2 separate regions of the Drosophila melanogaster genome follow, and region 2 is linked to region 1. Evidence: chromatin contacts called from public HiChIP or PLAC-seq data. All regions are on one chromosome and are shown on one strand. The core of a region is the stretch at or near the end of the contact, and the rest is flanking DNA. Distances in the headings are between cores, read along the strand shown. Region 1 has its middle 6.9 kb from the start of CG32797. Region 2 overlaps trol (terribly reduced optic lobes).

Region 1 (7,440 bases), core at 1,746-4,245:
AAATAATTTTTTGCGAATTTTTCACTTTTTTATAAGGGGTTACATCACGTTTTTTCCGAAAAATGGTGATATTTAAAAATTTTTAGCTGGAAATGCCACTAGATAGGAAATTAAGCTACAAATTCAACAAGGTATGGCATTCCACATTTGATCGACTATTAAAAAAGTTGTGGATAAAATTCGAACATTTTTGTTAGTAAAAATCATAACACATTTGTTTGCCAAAATTAACGATTTTTTAATTGGTTTTTTAGTTCTAACTTCGCAAAATTAAGGCGCACAGATACGAAACATACTGTTTTTTGCAGCTGACAACCTCACCTACCGACCCATTTCATTTTTTAGATAATTTGGTAAAAATAATTTTTTGCGAATTTTTCACTTTTTTATAAGGGGTTACATCACGTTTTTTTCCGAAAAATTGTGAAATTTAAACATTTTTAGCTGGAAATGCCACTAGATAGGAAATTAAGCTACGAATTTAACAAGGTATGGCATTCCACATTTGATCGACTATTAAAAAAGTTGTGGATAAAATTCGAACATTTTTGTTAGTAAAAATCATAACACATTTGCTTGCCAAAATGAACGATTTTTTAATTGGTTTTTTAGTTGTAACTTCGCAAAATTAAGGCGCACAGATACGAAACATACTGTTTTTTGCAGCTGACAACCTCACCTACCTACCCATTTCATTTTTTAGATAATTTGGTAAAAATAATTTTTTGCGAATTTTTCACTTTTTTATAAGGGGTTACATCACGTTTTTTTCCGAAAAATGGTGAAATTTAAACATTTTTAGCTGGAAATGCCACTAGATAGGAAATTAAGCTACAAATTCAACAAGGTATGGCATTCCACATTTGAGCGACTATTAAAAAAGTTGTGGATAAAATTCAAACATTTTCGTTAGTAAAAATCATAACACATTTGTTTGCCAAAATGAACGATTTTTTAATTGGTTTTTTAGTTCTAACTTCGCAAAATTAAGGCGCACAGATACGAAACATACTGTTTTTTGCAGCTGACAACCTCACCTACCGACCCATTTCATTTTTTAGATAATTTGGTAAAAATAATTTTTTGCGAATTTTTCACTTTTTTATAAGGGGTTACATCACGTTTTTTTCCGAAAAATGGTGAAATTTAAACATTTTTAGCTGGAAATGCCACTAGATAGGAAATTAAGCTACAAATTCAACAAGGTATGGCATTCCACATTTGAGCGACTATTAAAAAAGTTGTGGATAAAATTCTGATATTTTTTTTACTAGAAATCATGACACATTTGTTTGTCAAAATGAACGATTTTTTAATTGGTTTTTTAGTTGTAACTTCGCAAAATTAAGGCGCACAGATACGAAACATACTGTTTTTTGCAGCTGACAAACTCACCTACCGACCCATTTCATTTTTTAGATAATTTGGTAAAAATAATTTTTTGCGAATTTTTCACTTTTTTATAAGGGGTTACATCACGTTTTTTCCGAAAAATGGTGATATTTAAAAATTTTTAGCTGGAAATGCCACTAGATAGGAAATTAAGCTACGAATTTAACAAGGTATGGCATTCCACATTTGATCGACTATTAAAAAAGTTGTGGATAAAATTCGAACATTTTTGTTAGTAAAAATCATAACACATTTGTTTGCCAAAATGAACGATTTTTTAATTGGTTTTTTAGTTGTAACTTCGCAAAATTAAGGCGCACAGATACGAAACATACTGTTTTTTGCAGCTGACAACCTCACCTACCTACCCATTTCATTTTTTAGATAATTTGGTAAAAATAATTTTTTGCGAATTTTTCACTTTTTTATAAGGGGTTACATCACGTTTTTTTCCGAAAAATGGTGAAATTTAAACATTTTTAGCTGGAAATGCCACTAGATAGGAAATTAAGCTACAAATTCAACAAGGTATGGCATTCCACATTTGAGCGACTATTAAAAAAGTTGTGGATAAAATTCTGATATTTTTTTTTACTAGAAATCATGACACATTTGTTTGTCAAAATGAACGATTTTTTAATTGGTTTTTTAGTTGTAACTTCGCAAAATTAAGGCGCACAGATACGAAACATACTGTTTTTTGCAGCTGACAAACTCACCTACCGACCCATTTCATTTTTTAGATAATTTGGTAAAAATAATTTTTTGCGAATTTTTCACTTTTTTATAAGGGGTTACATCACGTTTTTTTCCGAAAAATGGTGAAATTTAAAAATTTTTAGCTGGAAATGCCATTAGATAGGAAATTAAGCTACGGATTGAACAAGGTATGGCATTCCACATTTGATCGACTATTAAAAAAGTTGTGGATAAAATTCGAACATTTTTGTTAGTAAAAATCATAACACATTTGTTTGCCAAAATGAACGATTTTTTAATTGGTTTTTTAGTTGTAACTTCGCAAAATTAAGGCGCACAGATACGAAACATACTGTTTTTTGCAGCTGACAAACTCACCTACCGACCCATTTCATTTTTTAGATAATTTGGTAAAAATAATTTTTTGCGAATTTTTCACTTTTTTATAAGGGGTTACATCACGTTTTTTTCCGAAAAATGGTGAAATTTAAAAATTTTTAGCTGGAAATGCCATTAGATAGGAAATTAAGCTACGGATTGAACAAGGTATGGCATTCCACATTTGATCGACTATTAAAAAAGTTGTGGATAAAATTCGAACATTTTTGTTAGTAAAAATCATAACACATTTGTTTGCCAAAATGAACGATTTTTTAATTGGTTTTTTAGTTGTAACTTCCCAAAATCAAGACGCACAGATACAAAACATACTGTTTTACCTTACCTAGCGACCCATTTCATCGACTATTACAAAAATTTTTTTATACCAAAAATCATGACACATTTGTTTTTTTTGGTTATAGTTGGAACTTCGCAAAAAAATTTTACATCAGGAAAACTTTGTTGGGTTTTCATGGTTGGAAACTTGGATGTAGACAGCGCTCAATCGAATTTGGCTGTTCTCACTTACGGGTCAGAAACTTTACTAGGCTTAGCGTAGACAAGATCCATTTAATACTTATCGAATACTTCAAAAATAAATTTGACAAAAAAGACGATGTAAAAAGTATTTCAATTGTAAAATTACAATTTGTTATACTTTTGAATAAATATTATATTGCATGTCTGGCAATATAACACAAATAAAATGAATTAAATAAATGAATATAACACAAAGAATTAGATATGTCTTGAATACTTGCAATTTTAATATGAACGTTAATAATTTGAATAGAATTATCTATATGGATAAGCACCAAAGCTGAAGAAAAGAATTTGAGGCTTTCACTCCAAGACCTGAGTACACGACTACTAAGGAACAAAACAAAGCGGATAGGTCTGGGTATCCTTGGAACCCCTGCCAACTCTTTTCGGCATGCGAAATCGATGGCAGATATGGAAGGGATATATAGCAGATATAGCAGCTCATCGATTATGGCGGGCCGAGTCCATTAATAATAAAAATTATGGGGCGTTTACAAGAGGTTGTCATGACAGTCGCCTGACATTTATGCAACTTTATGAGAAGGAGGACAACAGGACAACGGGCGCAATGGAAATCCACCCCGCCGGCGGACGACGAACGACGACCGACGAGCGAATGACAAGTCTATCAATTTTTCACACACTCCTCAAGAATTTCGCAGGAGGGGCGGGGATGGGAGGCATTTTCCGAGTGATTAGAGTACCTCCTCACTCTCATTCTCACTCAAGGGTTAAGGGCAGGGCATGCAAAATGCAGTCGGCTTCATTGCACAATTTTCCCTTCGCTTTGTGCGCTGCATATCGAATGCAATAATTTTGACAATTTGCGAAATTTAAACGTCATAAATGGCAGTGTCTTAAATTACAATCCTTCCCTTGGTCTTCCTCTTTTGCTGCTGCTGCTCTTTTCCCGGCGCTGGCCAAGTTAGCATCTGCCCCTTGGCAGAGGGATAGGAAAGTCCTGACATTGACTCTCCCGGAGGATGTCCTTGTATCGCATATACATGTCATACATGGATACATGGCTATCTCTTTCAGATTCGGACCTGAAAAAGTTGCTTTCTGCCGTTTTTCGATTTTGATTATGGGTTTGTGTGCCGTCATCCGCTGACAGCTCAATCGGGACAATGTCCTGTCACGTGAAGTCCTTCGCCTAGTCGCAATCCCCGAAAATATGATGCGTCATGCTTGGCCAGCCGCAACAACATCCTTGAGATTTACATGACAAGTCAAGAGATGGGACATTTCCTTTTTTAAGGAAGAATCCGCCGGATTGGGAACGAGGATCGCAGTCGTACAGCCCTGCCCGACAGATGTCAATCAAATGAAATTAACACATCGTCATTGAAGTAGGTCGTTGGTCTGGTTTTCTTGGCTTTCGCTGCCATTGCCACTGGCACGTCCATTTCCAGATCCCTCCCATTTTGGGCTAAGTCGCATTAAGCGCCTAATGTTTTGCTTTCGATTTTTGCGATTTTCGATTTTCGCATTTTACCGTTCGCGATTATTGCGGTTGGCTGCATTTCACAGGCATTTTCTTTTCAGTTCGGCTCGGTTCGATTCTATTTTCACCAAACTGCCCCGAGGCCGAATGGCCCCTAATGGGATTACATAATATCATTAATCAGCCGAGTGAAATCGGAATCGCAATCGAAACTGGAATGCCGCGGCATATGACATGTGCCACCTTCTTCTGATCCGAGGAGAGGGTGGATAGAGGATACACGTTCCGTACATCCCTTCGATTGCAGGACACGCGCTGTAATTATGTAATTACCGATATGGAATACGGAGTGGAGTGCCGATACCAAAAGCGATGCCCAAAACACTGACCATCGCATATCGTACTAATTGCATTAAATTGTCCAACACGAACCGATCAGCCAGATGACGCTCCATGCCGTATCATCCCACACTTTTCCGCCGAGCCGATGTCCTTTTTATTGGTATTTGCTTATCGCTTCATGCAAGTTGTTCCTACTATTTTGATAGGCCTAAAACGAATGCATTTTAATTGGCCATGCGACGTTTTGTGCCGCCGCATTGTAATTTCTTAATTTCGAGCTCGCAAACGGGGGGTGGTGTTTGGTTTTGGGTGGGTTTCGCATCGATGTTTACCTAGTTTTATAGAGCTGTTTGCCGTGTTCATTTCCTTTTAAGCCTCGCTTGGTTCAATGGCCACTCGTCAATTAATTGGGATCTGCCATCCATACTGATAGGAATAAGAGCATAAACAATAAATAAACACAAGTTGTTCCTATATTTAGATGATCAGTTATTACAAGAACGAAAAAACCCACAGGATCTGTGTCATGAACACGATTTTTACTCCTCCAAAAGATATCTCACGAAAAGCAAACCAAGAATGTCGCACTGGAGGGTTGGAAAAGAAAGAAAGAGTAGCGGGCATGTTTAGCGAGCTATGACCCTGAGAAACGCGATCCCGAGTTGACCGCAATCATTTCAACTACAAGTACTCCCCCACAGGAGCGAAGGAATGTCCAGTCTTCGGGATCCTGGCTGTGCAGTAATTGTCGGAAGTGCAACTACTTAGAGGCTGACTTGGACTCCGCGCTTGAGTGAGCTCTCTTCCTTGCGCAGCTAGGGATATCTTGAGGTGGCCTTTAAGTTAATTGCTGCATTTAGAGACGCCGTGCGATGTGGCACTGGCGATAAGAAAGGGCTGTGGGGATCGGAAACCCAGAGGTCCGACAGATGTCAGGGGATCTTAACACGTTGTGCAGTTCCCTAAGCGACTTAGTCCCGATTTGCTTTGTGTGGCGGGTTATGTAAGCCAGCTTACGCTGGCCAGAACTCCAACTCCAACTGCTTGGCAACCCCTAACCCTTTGTGCTCATAATTGAACTGTCTTTGTGTCCTTGCACGGGACTGGGTGTCAAAATATTTCCTGCACTTTGGACCTATGCTAATTCCGGGACAGAAGAACACGGATTTTCATGTCCGTAAAATATGATTGCGTCTAATCCCTTTGTCAAGGCGATGACAAATAAATATTTCCACGATGTCATGTCAAAATATCATCGAAAGGATTCACCCTGACACCGTCTCGGATTTTCATTTTTCATTTTCCAATTCTTGGGTATTTCCGAATTTTTTATGCAAATTTTCCCGTGTACCCTGCATTTTCTGGGGGGTAACTGACGAACGGCGATGACTGTGAGCCCTGAGGTCCCGACGGAAAGTCCATTAAGGTGTTACTCGGGCAACAATCTCCGCCGAGTAATTACAGGCTTGTTAGCTATGGTTGCAACAACATTGCTTTCTCCTGGGGGTGCGACGTTTTTTTCCTGACATCTTCGGTTACGTGGGAAATGTTTCTTTTTTTAGACATGCCTTTTTTGTTCGCGTCCCTCACAGAACATCACTTACGAGGATCTGGCAGATCGGGATCGGATCAGGGGATTGTCAATCAAGGTGGCAAGCGGATTTCCATATCGTCGAGCTGCAGGGCTAATTACATGCGAAGGATGCGCCGATAGGGTCCCTCGTGACTGTTCCCCTGTTCCACGCCCTTGCCCAATGCGTATTTAATAAACTTCGAATGGTCAGATCGTAATGAAATTATAGTTGAATGAGTGGAATCTCGATAGGTTGTGTGAAGACGGTTTTAGAAGCTATAATAAAACGTATCATTCACAGGAACTAACTTAGTTTAGTTGTAGCAATTACTCAACCTATTTAAAGGTCCTTCGAGTAAGGAATGTAACCAAATAATGTATAAAAATTACTTCAAACTGAATAAACTTCGTAGTGAATTGACTGGCAGGACTCGAACAGTCACATCGGCATGTTAGAGTCTGCTCCGAATCGATTTAGATATAGGGAAAGCCTTTCAAGAGCTCCTCCTAGCCAGGTAAAAGGATAATAGGCGATAAGTCCGGTAGTCGTAGCCACGAAAGACGATGGGCAATGGACGCAGCTGCAATCCAGAGTGGCCCTCCAACCACCGGACCAATCTGCGCACCTCGGCAGAGCCGCCCAAGACAGTTGCTCTAATTTAGAGACGTTTTGGGTAATTTTTGCGCAAGGAATCGGAATGGGAATTGAAATTGAAATTGGCTCATCTCGGTCCTTGATCCTTTGTTGAGGTCCGGCTGCCGGACATTCGGCACTTTCACGCTCCTTAGTCCATCGTGCCGAGCCCCGAGTCCTCGCAGCGTGTGGAACGTGACAAGGACGAGTCCGAGTCCAATCCCGATGCCCAGGATGCGATCAAACAATGCCAGGGGCCAATAAATCTGCTACGCATCGGCAGCGCATCAAAAACTGACAGGACGGCTTTGTCTTCGTCGAGAGCTCGTGAGGCGAACAAAGGACGCGCCAATTCGAATTGGGCCGATCGGAAGCGGAGCAGGACACCAAAGCCCGCATCGTAGCCCCCCGCTGGATCGTAAAACCGGAGGC
Region 2 (6,757 bases), core at 1,626-4,125, 100 kb before region 1:
TATATCCATGCTGTTTGCTTTTCATTTTCATGGGGTCTATTGTGGACGGCGAGTCATGCCACGCCCTCAGGACAACCGCCCACCGTCTGGCGTGCCTTTTGGCCACAAAATGTGCGCAGTCAGTCAGTCAGTCAGTCAGTTAGTCAATAACTTTTTCTTTCGGCTTTTGCCGCCCGAAGGCGGAGGGAAATATTTCTCGATGTGTTTGCGATCGATTTAACGAGAATTGGCTGGTTGTCTGCTGCGATTTTTGAACATGATGAAAATAAATTGCCAGCACACATATGTGCGCCAAATTTATGACTGGCCAAAAAGGGGGAGTGGCCATGGTCTCGATGTGTAATTTGTCTTGCAGGAAATGAGGCCCGGCAGGCAAAAGTACAGAAAAGCCAAAAAGGTTAAAAAAAAAAATGCCTTGTCCATTTGGGGGTTCAATGCACGCACACTGATTTCATGACGGGTGTGTTGTGGCTTGTGTGGCTGATGTAGCTGGTGTGGGTGGTGCAAATCGCGACCTTCCGCCCCAAACTGACCCACTTGGTGGCTGGCCACAAACACAAACGCGAGCAACAAGTTGAGACAATTGACAGTGGCCAGGCATTCTGTCTGCTTATTTTCCTCCTCTGCCTTTCTTCTTATCCCCTTCTTTTTTCACTTGCATAAATCTAGATGCAGTTGCATCTAGCACATACAGATGCACATGCACATGCAGATGCATTTCACAGAAATGGGATCAAGGACACTGCGTTGTTGTCATCTAATTGGGCGGGCAAATAAATAACATTTCTCATTGTTTCCACGCCAGCGTATTTATTTATTTTCGCCGTTCGCACGTTGCGTATGCGTAATAATTCATTTCGACACTCATTTGGGATTGCATATGGCATTTATACAGTGGCGGCCGCAAAAGATGCAATGCATTTGTTACTGCCTACATGCAACTTAAATAATACAAAATGAAAGGAAGCTATGTTAAGTATTTACTTTTACTAAGCAAGTGTATAAGTGAATATATATGCAGATTATAGCCCACTTTGGAATATAAACGAAGCAAGGTATTGCATTCTAAATTCACTGTACATTTGATTGGCTCGGTGGGCGGTACAGTTTGGCAGCCACTGTAGTGATCAGGCCATGCTGGTTTTTGCATTAGCGAACAGCTCGAGTAATCACAATAAACGCCAGGAATCTGTGTCAAGCATTCGGACTGGCCATCTAAAATGGGGGGCTATAAACGGGCAGCAGATGCCAACTCATCCCATCCCAACCCCTTCCCATTCTCATGGGTCTGGAATCGGCTGGTGATCGGAATGAGATTTAAAGGTTGAGAACACATCAAAATGTTCATTATTTTTAAAAGTTGAAGCTAATCATTCAAGTTAATAATTTATGTGCCCGCAAATCGATTGACGGCGTTCTGTATCGTGATGTCGATAGCTAAGACCTGATTTCAGCAGCATTATTATTATGTGTAACACACACCAAACAAGCGCAAACTTGCCAGGAAACATGGCCAACTCCAAAGTCGTGGCACGTGACTATGCAGCTTCATAAGGCAGCCCAGACGTTTGGCCAAAAAATCACACGAAGCAACCCAGTTTCCACCCCGCCGGGCAACCAGACATCCGAAAAAATGAAACCAGACACAGCGCAGACAACACTTAAAACTCAAAACAACAATGAAACCCAAACAATCCGGCGAAATTTGTCACTGAAGTTGTTTCAACTTTGATTTTAAGCAAGTTACGTACGTATTTTGTATGTAAATAAAGATGCTGATGAAATGGCATCAAAATGTACATCAGTGTGTGAAGTAAGGTTGACTCTATTGATATTTCTACCGAACTGAATACTTGAATTATTCTGTTGAAACGAAAGTACTCCATTCCATATGTTTCCACCTTTTTTTTCCCACCTACATATATATGCTATCTGCCATTCCCTATGTCTTTCCATTATCTTTTTAGTTTATCGAAGCATTTCGATAAGAGGATAGAAGGTGCTCGGGCCATGCACATTTGGCCCACATACCATTTATCACACTGCGAAAAATCACGACTTAGTCAGTCGGCGGTTCTTTGCTCCACGAAATGTCTACATTCGGTGGGGTAAAATCGGTTTTCAGTTAGAAATTTTGAAAAGTAATCAACTGAATTTGAAATAAAGAAACTAAAATAGTTAGTATTAACTAACGTGGGAAGAAGAGCTGAGCAAAAGAAAAGTTTTTTCTGGGGCAAGGAAAAGCATCGAACATCGATTTCGTGGCCAGATATGATCTTTCTTGAGGGGATCAGGGGCGTGGGTACGTCGAAATGGGGCGGTGGCCTGGCTAAAAGAGGCGGGGCTGTATTGTGTGCGTGTGGCACATGTTGAACATGCGGGGCAAGTGCTTTTTATCAGCACAGGCAACAATAAATATGACGTAGCACGCGTTTTTCCTGACACTTCCACTCAACAGAAGAATAGGTGGGTAGGTGGGGGAAGTAAGACATAATAAGAGTTTGGGAAAATAGAGCCAGAACCGATTACCGAAAAGAAAGAGAAGAGGAATTGACACTTGAAATCAATGCTCAATTAAAAAGTCGACCGAAATAGATCGGAAGTGGGTGAAAACCAGGAAGGGGGGGTTTGTACTTAGTTGTTTTAGAAAAGGCTTTGTAAAAACAACAGCTCTAAGTCTTAAACTTGATAATACTTTCGCTGACTTGTTGAGATCTAAGTGCTAAGAACAAAAGTTTTGATTTTTTAAGATCAAAAAACTTCGATAAAATAATTACTAAAGATAAAATAACATTTTTCAAGCCCACATGGATGTTTGGACTAACAGTACTGTTATATTTTGTAACTGTGGTGAAACCTTAGCCGAGACACAATTGCTCTCAAACCTTAGCAGTCACTTACATTGCTTAGCATGGACAACAACCCAAAGACAAAGTTTCTTTGCAACATCTAGAAAATAATTAAGAAAAGCTGCACCAAAACGGCAGTGGGAAGGGAAAATGAAGGAAACTGTGCAGCTTTAATAAGAAATAAGTGCACGGTATTAATAGGGTATAATATTTAAATGTTTGATTTAATTGAATTTGTTGTACATATATCCACTCACGGCTATTGAACTAATATGATTCAATCGTATCTGCCATTTTAGCAAATCTCAAATCTTGGCGATGACCAAGATTTTATGCTGGCAGATGATGAGTCGCTGCAGGGCATCAACGATTCCGAGTGGCAGCTCATGGGTGATGACATTGACGACGGCCTACTGGACGATGTCGATGAGACACTGAAGCCCATGGAGACCAAGTCCGAGGAGGAAGACTTGCCCACTGGCAACTGGTTCAGCCAGAGTGTCCATCGCGTTCGCCGTTCCATAAACCGTTTATTTGGTTCCGACGACAATCAGGAACGGGGACGACGACAACAGCGTGAGCGGTCGCAAAGGAATCGCGATGCGATTAATCGGCAAAAAGAACTGCGCCGCAGACAAAAGGAGGACCACAACCGCTGGAAGCAAATGCGAATGGAGCGACAACTGGAGAAACAGCGCTTGGTCAAACGGACCAATCATGTTGTCTTCAACCGCGCCACCGATCCTCGCAAGCGGGCATCGGACCTTTACGACGAGAACGAGGCATCCGGCTATCACGAGGAGGATACAACTCTCTGTAAGCGTAATCTATATGATATTTGATCATATTTGATAATGAAAACTGTGTTTATTCTCTTTCGATTAGATCGTACCTACTTCGTCGTTAACGAACCTTATGACAACGAATACAGAGATCGAGAAAGCGTACAGTTCCAGAACCTGCAAAAACTTCTGGACGATGATCTGCGCAACTTCTTCCACAGCAACTACGAAGGTAACGATGACGAGGAGCAGGAAATTCGCAGCACACTGGAGCGCGTTGAGTGAGTGCAAGCACATGTCCTCGAAGCTCGTTCGATATTGCTTATGCTAATCAAATCGATTATCTTTCAGACCCACTAATGATAACTTCAAAATTCGCGTGCAACTCAGAATAGAGCTGCCCACTTCGGTCAACGACTTTGGAAGTAAGTTGCAGCAGCAACTGAATGTCTATAATCGTATCGAAAACTTGAGCGCCGCTACCGATGGCGTATTTTCCTTCACTGAATCTAGTGGTAAGTTCCTATAAATCCATAGCTATATTCTTCAGCGACTTTCTACGACGTAGCTTTGGTGTAGCTTGTAGCAGCTTGTAGCAACCTTAACTTTCAAATTCCCGGAGTAGCGGATGCAAATTGGTGAAGCCCACTTTAGGTGCAACAAGAATTATCTGGCAGATACATTGTACGTTTCGATATATATATTTTGATTGTTTCGGGCTTCAAACGTACTGCTTAGCATAATTCTTCTATCCGTTTGCATCCCACTCCGTCAATACAAATCACGATACCCAAATTCTTTCTCTACTCGAAAACCCTTGAAAATCAATCAATGTTCAAACCCAAAAGTGACAGAAGAATCAGTTCGACATTTGGATGTGGGCTTTGTGGAACCGCATATTACTCTCTTCCATGAGCAAAATACAGGATACGATGATTTTGACAGAAAACCAACCACCGAAACCCAAGGTTTGTCCACACACCGATGGATAACGATAAACCGAAAATTACGAGATTGCCCCATGTGTGATTAACCCGGCAAAGCTCGCAGCGCGAAAATAATTTTTAATATTTGCTAACACGAGTGTGGGTCTGCTCTGGTTTTTTTGTTCAAAGTATTTCCTAGAATTAGGCATGTAGCCTTGTGAAGAACACAAATTTTGGTTCTCCTCTGCGGTTATATGTTGAGAAAAATTGCAAAAATTTCAATAATTTCGTTAATATGAGTTGAGTTTAAAGTGACATCCGGAGTGGACCTCTACGTAATTGTGCTTTGAATGGTGACCTGTTTGTGTATGTGTGACCTCTATGTGATCTCTTGACCTCCGTGAACGTCCCTCATCATCAATAGTTGTGCCGCTTCATGCCATCCGCTCCATTCGCTCTATTTCCATTTCTGTGATCTCTGTCCGAAATCCTGTATTTATGTCTTGGGAAAAAAAAAACGGAGAAACCAGAACTTCAATGTCCAATAGCTAATCCACTTTGTGACCTCACAGATATCGAGGAAGAGGCAATCGATGTTACATTGCCCCAGGAAGAGGTTGAGGGCTCTGGTAGCGATGACTCCAGCTGTCGTGGAGACGCCACCTTCACCTGTCCCCGGAGCGGAAAAACCATTTGCGATGAAATGCGCTGCGATAGAGAGATCCAATGTCCCGATGGCGAGGACGAAGAGTACTGCAACTATCCAAATGGTAAATGTCGCGGGAGTTTAATAACAGATCATAACGAAAGGTCTTTCAACTCATCATCGATCGTTTGGCATTGTTCGATCCGCACATCTCCATACTAAAAAAAAACCATTCCAAAGGGGGCTCATCAAATAGCTTAATGTTTCTTCTAATTCTTAACGTCTTTACGTCAATGGAGCTGCAAAACAGTGGATACATATACAATAGAAAACTCTTTATTTAGAGATTTTCTGATATGATTTTCTGTATATTTTCGAGGATCTGCAAAATAAATATATGTAGATTCAAGTCGTTCCCGTTTTGCAGCTCTATGCATGACAACTTTTCACTCTAGAACTTAGTTTTCGTTCACTTACATTTGATTTGGCTTTTTATATTGTTTTCATTCAATTTTGATTTTATTTCGCATCTCATTTTAATTTTTTTGTCGCGCCTCAGTTTGCACTGAAGATCAGTTCAAGTGCGACGATAAGTGTCTGGAGCTCAAAAAACGCTGCGATGGAAGTATCGATTGTCTGGATCAGACCGACGAGGCTGGCTGCATTAATGCGCCAGAACCAGAACCAGAGCCTGAACCAGAGCCAGAGCCTGAACCGGAATCTGAACCAGAGGCCGAACCCGAACCCGAACCTGAGCCTGAGCCTGAGTCTGAACCAGAACAAGAACCTGAACCCCAAGTCCCGGAAGCCAATGGTAAGTTCTATTGATTATTTTGCGTCATTTTGTTTGATTGATTCTTGATTTTCTTGTATGTGATATTATTTTGTACCTTTGGGTTCGGGCTGATACAACATATAGTTGTTGTTGATTTTTGATAGTTTGCTGCATGGGAACTCTTTTGGGATTTGGGATCTCTGTTCGTTCGCATTCGCCTAATTTGGGTGATCTCATGATCTCGACGCTCGTTCAGTAGTTCGCAACCAGAACTATGCTCTTTGTAATGGGCCAAATAAATTCCGCATATTAATTGGCCCGATAATCAAATATTTCCACCGAGTGCCACTCATGCCGGCCAGTTCATTTCGTTCTTTGTAATATCTTTTGTATTTTATTTATGGACTTTTGCTCATTGCTGTATTCTTTCAACTTGAATAAAGTTCCTTTTTCGCGGGCAGGCAATTGGGTTAAATATTTGATTTTCTAATGGATTTCGAATGCATCGGAATTTTTTTTTTGGTATCCATTAGGCGGCGTCTTTGGGCACGTAATCGAATACGCTCCAATCCGGTTAATGTACATTTTGGGCATTTGGGCCAAATGAGTAAAGAGGCAGTAAATTTCGATAATTTAGTATAATGCAAAACTGTTTCTGCAATTCACTGGATCTTTTTCTGAGTTTCGAGTTTTGCATGAGTTATTCATCGCAGCGATAAGTTAAGCAAGTTAAGTTAGCACTTTTAGAAACCTACTGCTGCTACTTGAAATTTTGACCC

The links. HiChIP or PLAC-seq counts read pairs in DNA pulled down with a chosen protein or histone mark.
Region 2: a CP190 HiChIP or PLAC-seq map of the Kc167 cell line shows a contact between it and region 1, with 2.2 times the contacts expected there. The contact joins two enhancer-like sites.

The regions. Positions count from the first base shown.
Region 1 is chrX:2,415,261-2,422,700 of dm6, reverse strand. No RefSeq gene overlaps it. Among named protein-coding and RNA genes, the nearest start is that of CG32797, 6.9 kb to the left of the region's middle. Within about 2 kb of position 2,995, at least 28 of the 39 cell types and tissues checked have an H3K27ac peak or open chromatin away from gene starts, as enhancers often do. A contact at or near this core is called in the Kc167 cell line, where this site is marked.
Region 2 is chrX:2,520,794-2,527,550 of dm6, reverse strand. It overlaps trol (terribly reduced optic lobes), which reads left to right. Exons shown (of 38, transcript NM_001297896.2): 3 at 3,149-3,665; 4 at 3,735-3,912; 5 at 3,983-4,146; 6 at 5,130-5,327; 7 at 5,763-6,017. Among named protein-coding and RNA genes, the nearest start is that of mir-4955, 21 kb to the left of the region's middle. Within about 2 kb of position 2,875, at least 19 of the 39 cell types and tissues checked have an H3K27ac peak or open chromatin away from gene starts, as enhancers often do. A contact at or near this core is called in the Kc167 cell line, where this site is marked.